Linked DNA regions of Sus scrofa: region 2 is linked to region 1. A link is a contact called in public Hi-C data. All regions are on one chromosome and are shown on one strand. Each heading gives the region's core, a stretch centred on a gene start, on an enhancer-like site or on the middle of the called end of the contact. The rest is flanking DNA. Distances are from core to core; before and after follow the strand shown. Region 1 overlaps ZBTB16 (zinc finger and BTB domain-containing protein 16). Region 2 overlaps LOC102168180 (a long non-coding RNA gene).

Region 1 (6,469 bases), core at 1,666-4,165:
TCGAACCCACAACCTCATGGTTCCTAGTCGGATTCGTTAACCACTGAGCCATGACAGGAACTCCTGTTTTCCATTTTAAGACCCATTTTATGATAAGAAAAAAGGCAACAGGCACATCTTTTCCAATACTGTGCCCTGAGACCATACCACATGCCTGGCCATGGGGGTTGCTGTCCCGTGGGCACCGTCTCTTACGAAGGACATCCGGCACACGTGTGAAGTCAGTGTCTTTAACTTCTCGAGCAAACGAAGAAGCAGGTGGCTAGGCATCCATCGCAAAGCTTCCAATGGGCGGAGGATGAATTCAAACCGGGGTTTGGCCGCAGACACGATGCCTCCCAGCTTCCCACCGTTCTGCAAGCAGCAACCAGCCCAGAATATCCAGACACTCCCACCAGGAAGGGAGAGCAAGCAAAGCCCCCTCCCCTGGATCCCACCCCCCCCAGACAAGCTCTGCCTGCATGTGGGGGTCTCTTCTCCTCCACCCCCCCAAGCCCCGGCCCCCAGATTCCACACCCACATCCAGGCCCACACCCTCAGCTCTGCCAACACACAGCCATCCAGGCATGGAAACGGTTAAGTCGCCCTCAGCGAATAAATCAAAAGTTCAAGGCTGCAACATACCACAATGATTCCTTCTTTACATATGACGAGAACCAGAGAGGGGCTGAAATCCCAAGCATCCTGAGCGAGGTCTCCCCGGCCCGCACAGGTTATGCCGCCAGGGTCAGGGCCGCGGACCTTTAGCGGCAACATTCATTTCCTGAACAGGACAAGTCCTCCTGACCATAAAGCTAATAGGAACTTCCTCGCACGGCGAGCTCCGGCTGACAGGGCTACTTGTCACTGGCCACGCAGGAGGAGAGCGCTGGTTCCCATTAGTGGGTTATGATGCCAGGTGCTACTAATAAGGTACATCGGCAAGAAACAAGAGCCTGCTAAGCTGTCTCTCCAACTCTGGAAGTCATCAGGCCTGGGCTTCGGGCTTGGGGAGGGGCCTTCTTTAAGGGGAAGAGGGAGCTTTAGCCACTGTGGACCCCCCCGGCAGCATCTAACCTGCCGAACGGCTGAAATCAATACATTTCAGACCATCGCTCTGCATGTCCCCCAGCTGCCATAAAAGACTCCCCCAAATGGACGCTCATAGCATTTCCCCCAGCGCTCCAGGCCTGATGGATCACCCAGGGCCATTACGGTCGGCCACATCTGCTTCTCACTATGGCAAGGAGGGTCGTGCCAACAGGCCTAATGGCATTAAGATCACAACGCTCAGTTAATCCACTTAGAGACTGATGCCCGGTGAGGGTGGCAGGGGACTTGGGAGGCGAGAGGCTCCCTTGTGAGGTCACAAGCGAAGCGGGGAAACAGGGAGGCGGCCTCACATGGAGTCCCTGCTGTGGGATCGAGGGGACAGGGTACCTCACTGAGCCTGTTTGAATCCCATCGAGAGGGAAGGGCTAAGCTCGCTTCACAGAACAGGAGCCTGATGGTCAGACAAGGGAAGCCACCTGCCCCAATTCACAATGAGGGGCCAGCAGGCAAAGCCAAGTCTATCTGAGATCCGTCTGTGCCCTGGCCCTACACACCGACAGGCACAGGGTCTGGCGGTGCCTGTCTCATTCTCAGCATGCCTGTCTTATATGTTCGCTCTTATCATCTGGGGCATCTAAAGGGCCCTAAAGAGGGGAGAACTGTAAACACCACTTTCAACTGGCCCACAGTGCAACCTCCCATCAAGATTTCTCCAACTCCATCTTCTAGTAATTTCGCCAGTCATACCCCCCCTGTCTAGGGAAGTTCTTTCTCTTATCTGACTTGGATTTTTCCTACTGCAAAGCTGAACACAGTCTGCTCTTGCTGAAGAAAATCAGATCTTAAGGACAGAGTCGAAAGTGAGGGAGGAATTTAGAATTCAGCAGGTTTTTGTGAGTTTTTACCCGAAGTTTCCGTGCTGACGATCAAGGACCGGATCCCCTCTTTGCAGCTGCAGCGTTAAGCCTCACGTAGGCAAAAACCCAACCAGAGTTTTTCCAGACTGAGCCAGCATAATAAGGACATGGGGGCTTTTAAGGGGAAACAGTAGAAAGGGGAAATTCTGATTATGCTGGCATGAGATTAACAGCATGGAATTTTTATTTTTGTAAGTGGGTTTCTTTTTCTCTCCCTTTTTCTGTTTTTGGAGTCAGCATAAAAGGCCTCTATCCCTAGAAGCTGGTCTCTCTCTGTGTGAGAGATGGTGGAGTGCTCTTGGACCCGCGTGGCCCCGGCCCGGAAAACACAAACCTTTCGCACAGTTAAGCAGCGCCCTCCCTCCCCCCTCCTCTCTGGTCATCAGAGGAAGCTAGTGGCCAAGTGATGAGCCTCCTGGTCACCGGCCACAGGGAACACGGAGCTGGTCCTTCCTGTAACTCCCCCTTCCCTTCCGACTCCATTAGGGGCTGAAGATCCAAGCAGGACGTTATGGAAAGAAGCATGAACGTGGAGCCAGAAGACCTAAGCACAAATTCTGGTGCCACCCTTCACCGGCTCACCAGGGACAGGTCCATTAGCCTCTCGGGTTCCCCTCTGCCCATCAGGGAACGGGAAACAAATATCTACCCTACAGGGCGGCTAGAGGGGTTGGGAAGATACAAACACACTTGGCACAGAACCTGAGGCGTGTCAAGCCCTCAAAGCGCTGTTTGCTGAATCCACCCTTAGAAGCATCCTGCACGGCGGAGAAGGAATGGGAAGGGGCTCTGAAACATGCTCCGTCCACAAGCCCAGGCTTCTCGGAAAGGAGGTGTTTGTGCTCCTAGGCTCTGCCGCCACTGCAGTGATTTGCTGGCCTGACCACATGCACAGGCAAGGGGACAGGGCAGTGGTGAGCTGCCTCGGCATTTGGAAACGATGCCAGTGGAGCGCTGCCCGGCTAAATTTAAACGAGGACTGGGATGACTCATCAGGCTTCAGGTCAATGGGACAAAGAGTACCCTGGCCACCGCGCTAGAAGAGATCAGATTGAGGGGGAAATTTCGGTGGTCACTGTGTATCAGCTCCAAATACAGGACGCCAGAGGTGGCAGCTCTTATTTAGGTGCCGTATAAACAATACCTTTGGGGGAAAGCAGGACCTGGACCAACACGAACATAATTTTTACCCTGCACTGCCAGCTTTACAACAATGGCAGCAAAAATACAACAGCAAACATTTACTTTGGGTCACCTACTTCCTAGCCAGTGCTCAGTATTTACTGATTAATCCCTGTAACAACCCAGTAAGTAAGTACTGTTATTATTCCCATTTCACAAATGAGCAAACAGGCGCAATAAGGTAATGTCCCCAAGAGTAATGTCAGGTAATGTTAAGTAATGTAACCAGAGCCACACAGCTGGTAAGTGGTCAGGTTGGGATTCTGACCCAGAGAGTCTGACTTGCTCAAAATGTCTATTTACTACGTGAAACACATGGGGTCGAAGGTGAGGGAGTGGGGGTGCCATGGTAAGTTTTCCTTTCCACCAAAGTCAATGCCACTGAGTCAGAGCTTTCGCCTACCACCACCAGAACAGAACTTGACCAAGAAAAGCTTTTGTTCTTGTGGAAAATTCCAGAACCCTCCAATGGGCGAAGTGAGGCAGGCCTGTATTCATTTAGCAAGACTCATGTCTCACACACGGGCTTTCAGCTGGACTTGTTTTCAAGTCATTCATTTTTAAAACTTAAAATAATTGGAAATGTTTTTCCCCAAATTAGCAACAAATCAGAGTTGTGAACGGAGTTTCGATTTTAACTTGTAGGATCATCACAATTTGAAAGATTCAGAGTTGTCCCAGAACAAGCAGAAGGAAAAAAAGTGTTGCTGAATGAAAGCGTTCTTGCCCTCTCCTTCCAGCAATTAGCAACTCCATCCAATAGCGACAGCAAATTAAAATGGGACTTCTCACCAAGATGAGAGAGCAGGCAACTTACTTCTGCTAGAAAGAAAACTAAAGAACTCATCTTCAAATTTCCAAGAGTTCAGCCTAGATCCCAGATGACTCAGTAACCCTAAGCAGGTTAAAGTACTAAAAAAAAAAAAAAAGCAACGAAGTCCAAGTAGACAGAATCAAATCAAACTGACCCTGTTTTAGCTGGCTGACTCCCAAACCAGATTCCAAAACAGAGCAAAATTCAATTAACCAAAAGGACTTCATGAGGCTATAAGTAAGTGCAGAAGCGGCAAACTTTTGAAAGAGTTCACCAATTCAGAAATAGCTCATCCAACTGGCTAGTTTTAGAAATGAAGACGATAAGCTCAAGATGAAAAAGAGACCAATGAGAGTGACAGAGGGAGAAAAAGAAGAAAGCAAGCGAGTGAGCAAAGTCAAGCCGAGTACGGAGACCCAGCCTCCCAAACAGCGGGCCTCAACCCCCCAGAGCCCGCTGCCATCCTCCGCTCTTCACAACCAACAATCGACGGCTCCAAAAGACGAGCTCTCCAGGAGCCCAGGAGCTTATAAACTTAGGTCATTCATCACCCCCAAAAGGATACTTCCTGGAAACAGGAACGGTTTCAGAAAGGATTTAGGCAAATCTGTGAATGACAGAGCAGCCATAAATAGCTCCTAAGAGATCTGGGCTCCACCTGACCTTTAGGATTGACGTCAAGGAAGAGACCCGTAGCCTCCAAGGGTGGTATCTTAGGGATGGTGTTGGCACCTTAAGACTAGGTCAGATGGATCTGACCCAGAACGGCAATGCCCATGTGCTTATATGGCCTGTGGAGGAGCACCCGGGACTGTGAATCTGAGAGTGAGCTGAGCTCCTGGCCCTAACCATTTATAGCTATGTGACCTTGGGCATGTCACTTACCCAAAGTTCACGGTCCCCACCTGTATGTTAGGGCCGATAATGGCCAACAATCCTTTACTCCAAACCCTTGGGTGCTTCAGAAATCCCAACTGTTCAGATTTTAGAAAGGTGCTATGGGGCCTAGAGTGTTTGCCAGTCCCAGAGTCGTCTAGGGAAGCACTCTGTAATCAAACACATTAATATTTTGGCAGCAAAACATATGAATATTCAAAATCGGCAGGATAAATATAGCCTCGCATCAGTTCAGATCAGGTTTTGCTACTAAACGAGTTTGCGGCCAACTTACACAAACCCTTTTAGCTTTCAGAGCTTCTCAGATTTCACCATCCCAGATATGGAATGAGGGACCCACACCCCCTGAGGGGAGGCTGTGAGTTAAGCAAGAGCAAGTCATGAAGGCGCTTTGCAAAGGAAAAAGTGGGACAACCAAGAAAAGACATTATTAATATTATCACCGTTGCTATCCTTACGCCCCAGCACACTCGTGTCCAAACAGAATTCGGTTTGACCTCAGAGGTGCCTGAAGCTGGCAGAAGGATGAAAGGGGATCAAGAGTTCAGGACAACTTCTAAATTCCCCTAAACTGAGGTCAATGGCTCTTGGCCCTCTACAAGGCCAACCACCGAAAACCGAGCAGCTGGCCACCCGAAAGGGGTCAAGACAAAGGGCCAGGCAGAACCCTGACGTCTCCACGACATGGTCCATGCACCCTACAGCTGGCCCCGGAAACCACTGAGTAGGTCTGCACACCTGAGTACAGGGAGTGGGCTTGGACCAGCTCTGTGGCTCCTGACATCCCTTCACGAATCAGGCAAGAGTTCCTACTGCGTGTAGGCAGGACACACACCAGAGCTGGTCCCCGGGCTCGTCTGTAGAAGATCCAGAGGCTCCTGGGAAACCAGACCCGACTCTGATGCTGCAGCTAAATTCAGAAACATAGTAAGACTAGGCTAAGAGTTCCCTTGGTGGCACAGCGGGTTAGGGAATCCAGAGGTTATCACCACAGTGGCTTAGGTCACTCCTCTGGCTGTGGCATGGGTTTGATCCCTGGCATGGGAACTTCTGCATGCTGCAAGTGTAGCCAAAAAGAAAAAGACCAGGCTATACAAGCCTGTGGAGACTGAGGACTATGAGGGCTGTGTTGACACTTAAGTAACCACACTATCCCCATCATCTTATCACGTCTAAGTACATAACCCTGAGAAGGAGAGCGTGCACCTGGCCTAGTGGTGCTGGTTCCTAGATCAGACCCAGACAAGGCTACACGCAGAACAGGTTCCATCTTTCAGGGACAGAAAGAGAAAGAAGAGAGACTAGGCCTAGGAAGGGAGCGTGCAATCCTTCTGAAGGAACTCTGATGAAACAGACATGATCCCCTGCAATGTGGGCCCACTGGGAAGCTTTGGGGGTCCAGAGTTGGCCCCTGCATCTACCTGAGATCTATCAGGTGTTCTGATTGTGCTGAGTTGCTTCTGGATACTTTAGGCAGGCAAGTGTTGTTTAATTTCGCCAAGTAGCATCTTTGTGTGGTCTTTCCATCAATGCATGGCTACCTTACACGGCTTTTACATCTCACCATGCACAGCAGGGACCACAACTTCACAAAGTTTCATTCAAACTGTCACACCAACAGCCTCCC
Region 2 (6,469 bases), core at 2,610-5,109, 200 kb before region 1:
GCTATGGGGTCTTTCCTCAATCAGGAATCTAATTTCTTTTCTTTTTAGGGCCACACCTGGGGCATATGGAATTTCCTGGGCTAGTCAATTCAGAGCTACCGCTGCAGGCCTACACCACAGCTACAGCAATGCTGGGTCCAAGCCGTATCTGCAACCTACGCTGCAGCTTGCGGCAATGCGGATTCTTTTTTTTTTTTTTTTTTTTTTTTGCTATTTCTTGGGCCGCTCTCACGGCATATGGAGGTTCCCAGGCTAGGGGTTGAATCGGAGCTATAGCCACCAGCCTACGCCAGAGCCACAGCAACTCGGGATCCGAGCCGCGTCTGCAACCTACACCACAGCTCACGGCAACGCCGGATCATTAACCCACTGAGCAAGGCAAGGGATCGAACCCTCAACCTCATGGTTCCTAGTCGGATTCGTTAACCACTGCGTCATGACGGGAACTCCTGGCAATGCGGATTCTTAAGCCAAGGATAGAGGCCAGGGATCAAACTGACATCCTCATGGACATTATTTTGGGTTCTTGACCCACTGAGCCACAACGGGAACTCCCCATGTTGTTTCTTGACTTTGATGTCTCACTTACACTTTTCTCTTGTCTGAAAAGCCCTCTCTACCTTTGCTTGATTCGACCCTCTTATCCTTAAGACTGGACCTGGGCATTACCTCCAGGAAGCCTTCCGTGACTCGCTCTACCCCACGCCCACGTCTAGGTGAATGCACTTCTGAGCCTTGCACCCTCTCACTGAACTTACCACACCACACTGCAGTGGCCATTTGCCTACCTGATCCTGGACTCGGGGAAGAATCTGAATCCACTTCCCCTTTGTACGCCTAGCTCCGGACCTGAGCCACGTGTGAACGGCTATTAGAGGGAACCTATGGACTCACCACGTCCTGTCCACTGTACTCATCCTCCAGCACAGCTTCAGGGACTCCGGGGAGGTTTTCACTGCAGGAGAGGCCCCAGAAAAACTCCCTTCCAGAGGCCAGCTGGGTGCCTCTCCCTTGGTCTGTCATCCTGGCTATTTATGGGCCAGTCCCTAGCTGGATCTGGAAGCAGGCAGATGTGGGTTAGGTTTCCTGGGCCTCAGCCGCTGCTGTGGAGGGGGCGGGGGACTGCGAACATCACATATGATTAGTGAAGGTCAGTGAAAATCTGGGTGCTCTGCCCTGGCAGTGGCTTCGTTTGCATGATTTCAGCATTCAGAGGTCACACTGGATGGGCGAGCAGGGCTCAGACAAGGAGCTGGCCATGGACAAGCAAGGCTGAGGGAAGGTCCCCACTGGCCCTGCATCCTGCCAAGCTCGAGGCTCGGCTGCCCCCTTGTGTCCACAGGGTGAAGGGCAAGGGAAGCAATCCAAAGCCTGGCTGGGACTGGTCCCCTCCTGCCTCCTTCTCCCCAAGGGCACCCCCACCCAGGGGCTCACATTCAGCAGGGTGACCTGCCCGGTCCTCCAGGAGCATGCCACCCACCCCACTCACTGCTGGCCTTTCCCCTGGAGGCCCGAGTGCCCGGGAAGGGCTCGAACATTGTAAAGGGGGCTTTGCTGTGGGAGGCTAGCCAACAGGCAGGAGGGCACTTCTCCGCTCCCATGTAGGGGAGCTCTCTCAGAAAGAGGGGGGCGCTGCTGGGCTTGGCACTGGTCCCCCAGAGCTTCTGCTACTCTGTGTGGGGCCAGTTAGCTTGGTTCATCCCAGGCACTCCTGCCCCCTGCCCCCCCACCCCCCTCCACCCCAGCTATTCTCCAGAGCATCACCCTGTTTGTTTCATTCTTGGGGCTCCTCACGCTCTTGCTTTGTTCTACTCTTTCGTCGCCTGCCTCCCTTCCCCTCCCAGCAGAATGAGGGCAGGACCTTGTCGGACCCACTCACTGCATCCCCAGACTCCAGAACAGACCCAGCGTGTGCTTAGCACACGTTTTCCTATCAAGGTTTCCCCAAACGGGCTCCATGTCCACCCAGGGCTCCCACCTTGGCCAAGCTGCTGCTTCTGCCCGCAAAAGCCTTCAACACCCAGTCCACCTCCCCCTCCCCTCCCTGTTTTCCTGGCAACCTGGTATTCACGGTTGGTTCAAGGCTCACTTCAAACACTACCTCTTTGCCAGGCCTCCCTTATTCCCGCAATGAGGCATTTCTTCCTGTGCGCTCCTCTCCTGTAACAGCCGTCATAACTGCCCGGGAGCCCAGCAAGGGCAAGAATTGTGTCATACTTGTTCTTTCATCCTCAGTGCCTGGCAGATGGCAGATGCTAAATAAATATTTATAGATGAACCCTGATTAGCCGGGAGAAGCTCACAAAGCCCAGGGGTCTAAGCTGCCCTCCTGGCCTTGCCTCCGCTGCTGCTCTCATAGGGATCCCACCCTTGGGGCAATGCAAACATCACACCATTCACCCAGTGGCTTCCTAAGGCCATTTTTTTTTTTTTTTTGGGTCTTTTTGTCTTTTGTTGTTGTTGTTGTTGTTGCTATTTCTTGGGGCGCTCCCGCGGCATATGGAGGTTCCCAGGCTAGGGGTCCAATCGGAGCTGTAGCCACCAGCCTACGCCAGAGCCACAGCAACGCGGGATCCGAGCCGCGTCTGCAACCTACACCACAGCTCACGGCAACGCCGGATCATTAACCCACTGAGCAAGGGCAGGGACCGAACCCGCAACCTCATGGTTCCTAGTCGGATTCGTTAACCACTGCGCCACGACGGGAACTCCTTTCTTTTGTGTGTGTGTGTGTGTGTGTGTGTGTGTGTGTGTGTGTGTGTGTTTGTGCTAAGGCCATTTTTTTAAACAGTATTTTTTCCTTCAATAGGAATGTCTTTGCTACCATCCCTTATTTATTTATTTATTTTGTATGGCTGTACCCACAGCATATGGAAGTTCCCTGGGCTAGGGATTGGATCCCAGCTGCAGCTGCAACCTGTGCCAGCTGAGGCAGCACAGGATCCTTACCCTACTGTGCCACAGCGAGAGTTTCTCCTCCTTTATAATGCATCTTGGCCACCACTTCCTCCCTGAAGCCTTCCTTGGTTCATTCCCAAGCAGGAACTAATCCCTCCTTCTTCTTCGCATCCCATCGTCCCTCTCCCGAGCTAGTAATTCTGCCTCCCATACAGCCCTATGCCTGCTCAATGGGAGCTTAACAGAAGCGTGCTGCCCATTATCCCAGCAAATGGTAACCCTCTTGGGTCCCTGGCCATGTCTCACACTCCTCGGTCTCTATCTCCAGGAAGACAAATGCTCAAATGCCCACTCACAGGTGGCAGGCAGAACTGTACCTGGTAACTTGAATATCATGTCAGGGAGCCGATGTGAAGGCCCAGGACCCCAGCAGAAGCTTTGACAGGTGCACACCTGCACCTCCTGCAGGAGGCAGAGACTGGACGCTGCAGTCCCACCGAGCATGCTCCCCAGACATCCTCTCCCTATTCCCGCCTACCTAGCTCTTTGCCTTACACTTTCCCAGCCCAGTCCTGCTTTCCCACCGTACATGGCAGTGTACACTCGGAGCTCTCCTTGGGTGGGGTGTGAGCACTCAGCCTCTGGGTCCACCTACTGCAAGTGTGTCCTGGTGGTTAATCCTGATCTGAACGCAGCCTTTGGGAGAGTCAACTTCACCTATCCCTCAGGTGGTGGCACTATAGGTAGATCCTACCCACTTCTATGGGTGGGTCATCAGCTTATGCATGTGCTCACATGCGTGTGCACACACACGCGCATATACCCAGATACACACACGGGGTAGAATGTAATCAAGGGCTTACATGTTGCAACCATGTTTCGTGTAAAGACCAGCCCTGGTCAAAGGGCTGTGTCCAGCTTTACACAGACACTCAACAAATATTTGTTGAGTGACTAAATTGCTTGTGTGCCCACCGCTGAGTCACCAACCATCAGTGATTTGACACTCCTCTGCTCACTTGAAGCTCTGGCCTGTTCTACCACTCCAGGTGCCCGGTGTCTTAGCCTTAGTGCCCTTGGGGGACAGGGCTCCCATACTGGCACCCAAATGTCTTCAGTTTTTCCAGAAGTTCACCAAACACAATAGGTTGTTTCCCCTCTGGGTCTTGGTACTTGTCCTGGAAGTTCTTGCTCTTCACCCCTGATTCCTTTGCCTGGGTCACTTTTCTTTTCTTTTTTTTTTTTGTTTTTTTTGTTTGTTTGTTTGTTTGTTTTTTGTTTTTTTTAGGGTCACGCCTGCGGCATTTAGAAGTCCCCAGGCTAGGGAGTTCCCGTCGTGGCGCAGTGGTTAACGAATCCGACTAGGAACCATGAGGTTGCGGGTTCGGTCCCTGCCCTTGCTCAGTGGGTTAACGGTCCGGCGTTGCCGTGAGCTGTGGTGTAGGTTGCAGACACGGCTCGGATCCCGCGTTGCTGTGGCTCTGGCGTAGGCCGGTGGCTACAGCTCCGATTCAACCCCTAGCCTGGGAACCTCCATATGCCGCGGGAGCGGCCCAAGAAATAGCAACAACAACAACAAAAAGACAAAAAAAGACCCAAAAAAATAATAATAAATAAATAAATTAATTAAAAAAAAAAAAAAAAAAAAAAAAGAAGAAGTCCCCAGGCTAGAGGTCAAATCAGAGCTGCAGCTGCTGGTCTTCCCACAGCCACAGCAACACCAGATCTGAGCCGTATCTGCGACCTACACCCCAACTTGTGGCAACGCTGGACCCTTAACCCACTGAACAAGGCCAGGGATGGAACCTGCACCCTCATGGATACTAGTCAGGTTCATAACCCTCTGGGTCACAACGGGAACTCCTGGGTCACTCTTTACATCTCCCTGATCTGCTTGCCTCTTCCTTCAAAAAGCCTTTCCCTAGTGCTCTGTCCCTGCCCCAAACTGGGTTAGGTGGGTTGCTCTGGACATGAAGGGAAAACAGCTTCTCTAGCTCTGTTTAGAACTGCTTGTTACATGCCTTTATAAGGTCAGCTGAAACTTACACGAAATTGCTTGTGTGGTTATTTAGCAAATGTATTCATGTTATAGCTTAGAGGTGTCACAATAACCCTGGGGAAGGCTGTGATGACTCCCATTTCAGAGATGGGGAAACTGAGGCTCCGAGGTGCCCACATGAAGCCACAAGAGCAAGTAAGACAGAGAGCTAAGCATCAAAGTCCACGCGCGAGCTTTCCATTTCATGGGGCGGGGCTGCCACATTAGCAGGAGCGAGAAGCGGGTGGGGAGCAGGCTCAGAAGTCATGTGGTCTGAATTGCCTAAAACAGGAGAGCAGGAGCAGGACTCTGACCCCTTCCTTCCAGGAAACCCTGAGAGCTCTCAACACTAAGGAGGCACAACTTTATTTCTCGAGTCCAATTCCTTTTCCCAACCCTGGGCCATTAGGGGAGTATATTAGAAACCTCTCCTTTTGAGATAAGCAGCCCTATTTACCCAGCGGTCATTTGCTGGTAAGGGTTCTATGTGGAGCTGACTACATGGACAGGGAAGTGAATGAGGTGGCAGAGTGATGGTTGGAGCCCTGTCCTGCATGCTGCTGGCTCCTCCAAGTCCTTGTCTCGGTCTCCTCTCTGGGCCACCAGAAAAAACACCCTCGTGCAGTCGGAACGGTTATCCAAGAGGATCTCAGCAGCCTGTGGAACTTTCTCCAGCTTCTCAACGGTGAAGCCGGTCTCCTGCGGGGCCTCCCACAGGATTTCTCCTCCAGGGGCCGTGCGGAGAACCTCTCGTCCCCACCACGACGAGGCTGGTCTCCAAGCCCCCGCCCAGCACCAGATGGCCCCTGGTCCGGAGCAGGGTCCTGAGGTGGCACAGGGTGGCCCCCTCGGGGCACAGGGAGGAAATGACACAGTCACTTGGGGCAGGATCTCCTGTTGCGGGGACTGTTCCTTCAGAACGTGGCCCTCGAGCACCTGGTGGACCGCTCTCTTAAGCGCTCCTCCCTCCGGGCCCACCTGTCTCTGGAGTGGAGGGAAGAGCAAAGCGGGGCAGCTGGCTTGTGCTCGTCACGTGGACCACACACATGCCTCTTGTCCATACTCTGCCTGGCACTCGGACTCCCAAGAGAGCAGGTCATTGGTTTTCCAGGTGAAGAAACTGAGTTGGAGGGGGACGTGGTCCTGAAGCCAGCTGTGCACAGCCAAGGCCAGGACCTGCCCACCCAGGGGCCCCTCTACCGGCCATGCTCCCCTGGCCATTAGCCCGTTCTCTTTCTGCCAGCCCGTGTTTAACACGACCCAGGCAGGTGCCCCCAGGAATGGAAAGTCTGCCTGGAATCAGCTGAGCAAAAGTACGAAGTGAGCTTGTGGGACGTGGGTGGGGCCTCCAGTGTCTCCGTTCCCCTTCCTTCCCCATGTCCCCCCCCCCCGCCCCCCCCCCCGCGACCTCCCTCTCATCTCACACGTTCTTTTCCTACCTATAGCTTCTCTCAGGATGCGGGACTCATTCACACGGCAGAATTAGTCAGGACTAGCACTACTCTCTCCACTTTTGTACTTAAAAAAAAAAAA

The links. A called contact is a pair of places that touch in the nucleus more often than the background predicts.
Region 2: a contact with region 1 is called in a Hi-C map of liver, with 1.6 times the contacts expected there. The contact joins two enhancer-like sites. A contact is called at or near these places in 3 of 5 promoter capture datasets (fetal skeletal muscle, liver and skeletal muscle), 7 of 47 Hi-C or Micro-C datasets (fetal heart ventricle, liver, mesenteric adipose tissue and 4 more) and 1 of 2 datasets of contacts at active chromatin or transcription factors (skeletal muscle).

Annotation. Positions count from the first base shown.
Region 1 is chr9:41,647,742-41,654,210 of Sscrofa11.1, reverse strand. All of the region lies in intron 2 of ZBTB16 (zinc finger and BTB domain-containing protein 16), which reads right to left. Among named protein-coding and RNA genes, the nearest start is that of ZBTB16, 11 kb to the right of the region's middle. Within about 2 kb of position 2,915, at least 12 of the 83 cell types and tissues checked have an H3K27ac peak or open chromatin away from gene starts, as enhancers often do. A contact at or near this core is called in liver, where this site is marked.
Region 2 is chr9:41,850,916-41,857,384 of Sscrofa11.1, reverse strand. LOC102168180 (a long non-coding RNA gene) reads right to left here. Exons shown (of 8, transcript XR_002335645.1): 5 at 6,376-6,469; 6 at 2,102-2,255; 7 at 895-1,122. Among named protein-coding and RNA genes, the nearest start is that of NNMT, 17 kb to the left of the region's middle. Within about 2 kb of position 3,859, at least 6 of the 83 cell types and tissues checked have an H3K27ac peak or open chromatin away from gene starts, as enhancers often do. A contact at or near this core is called in liver, where this site is marked.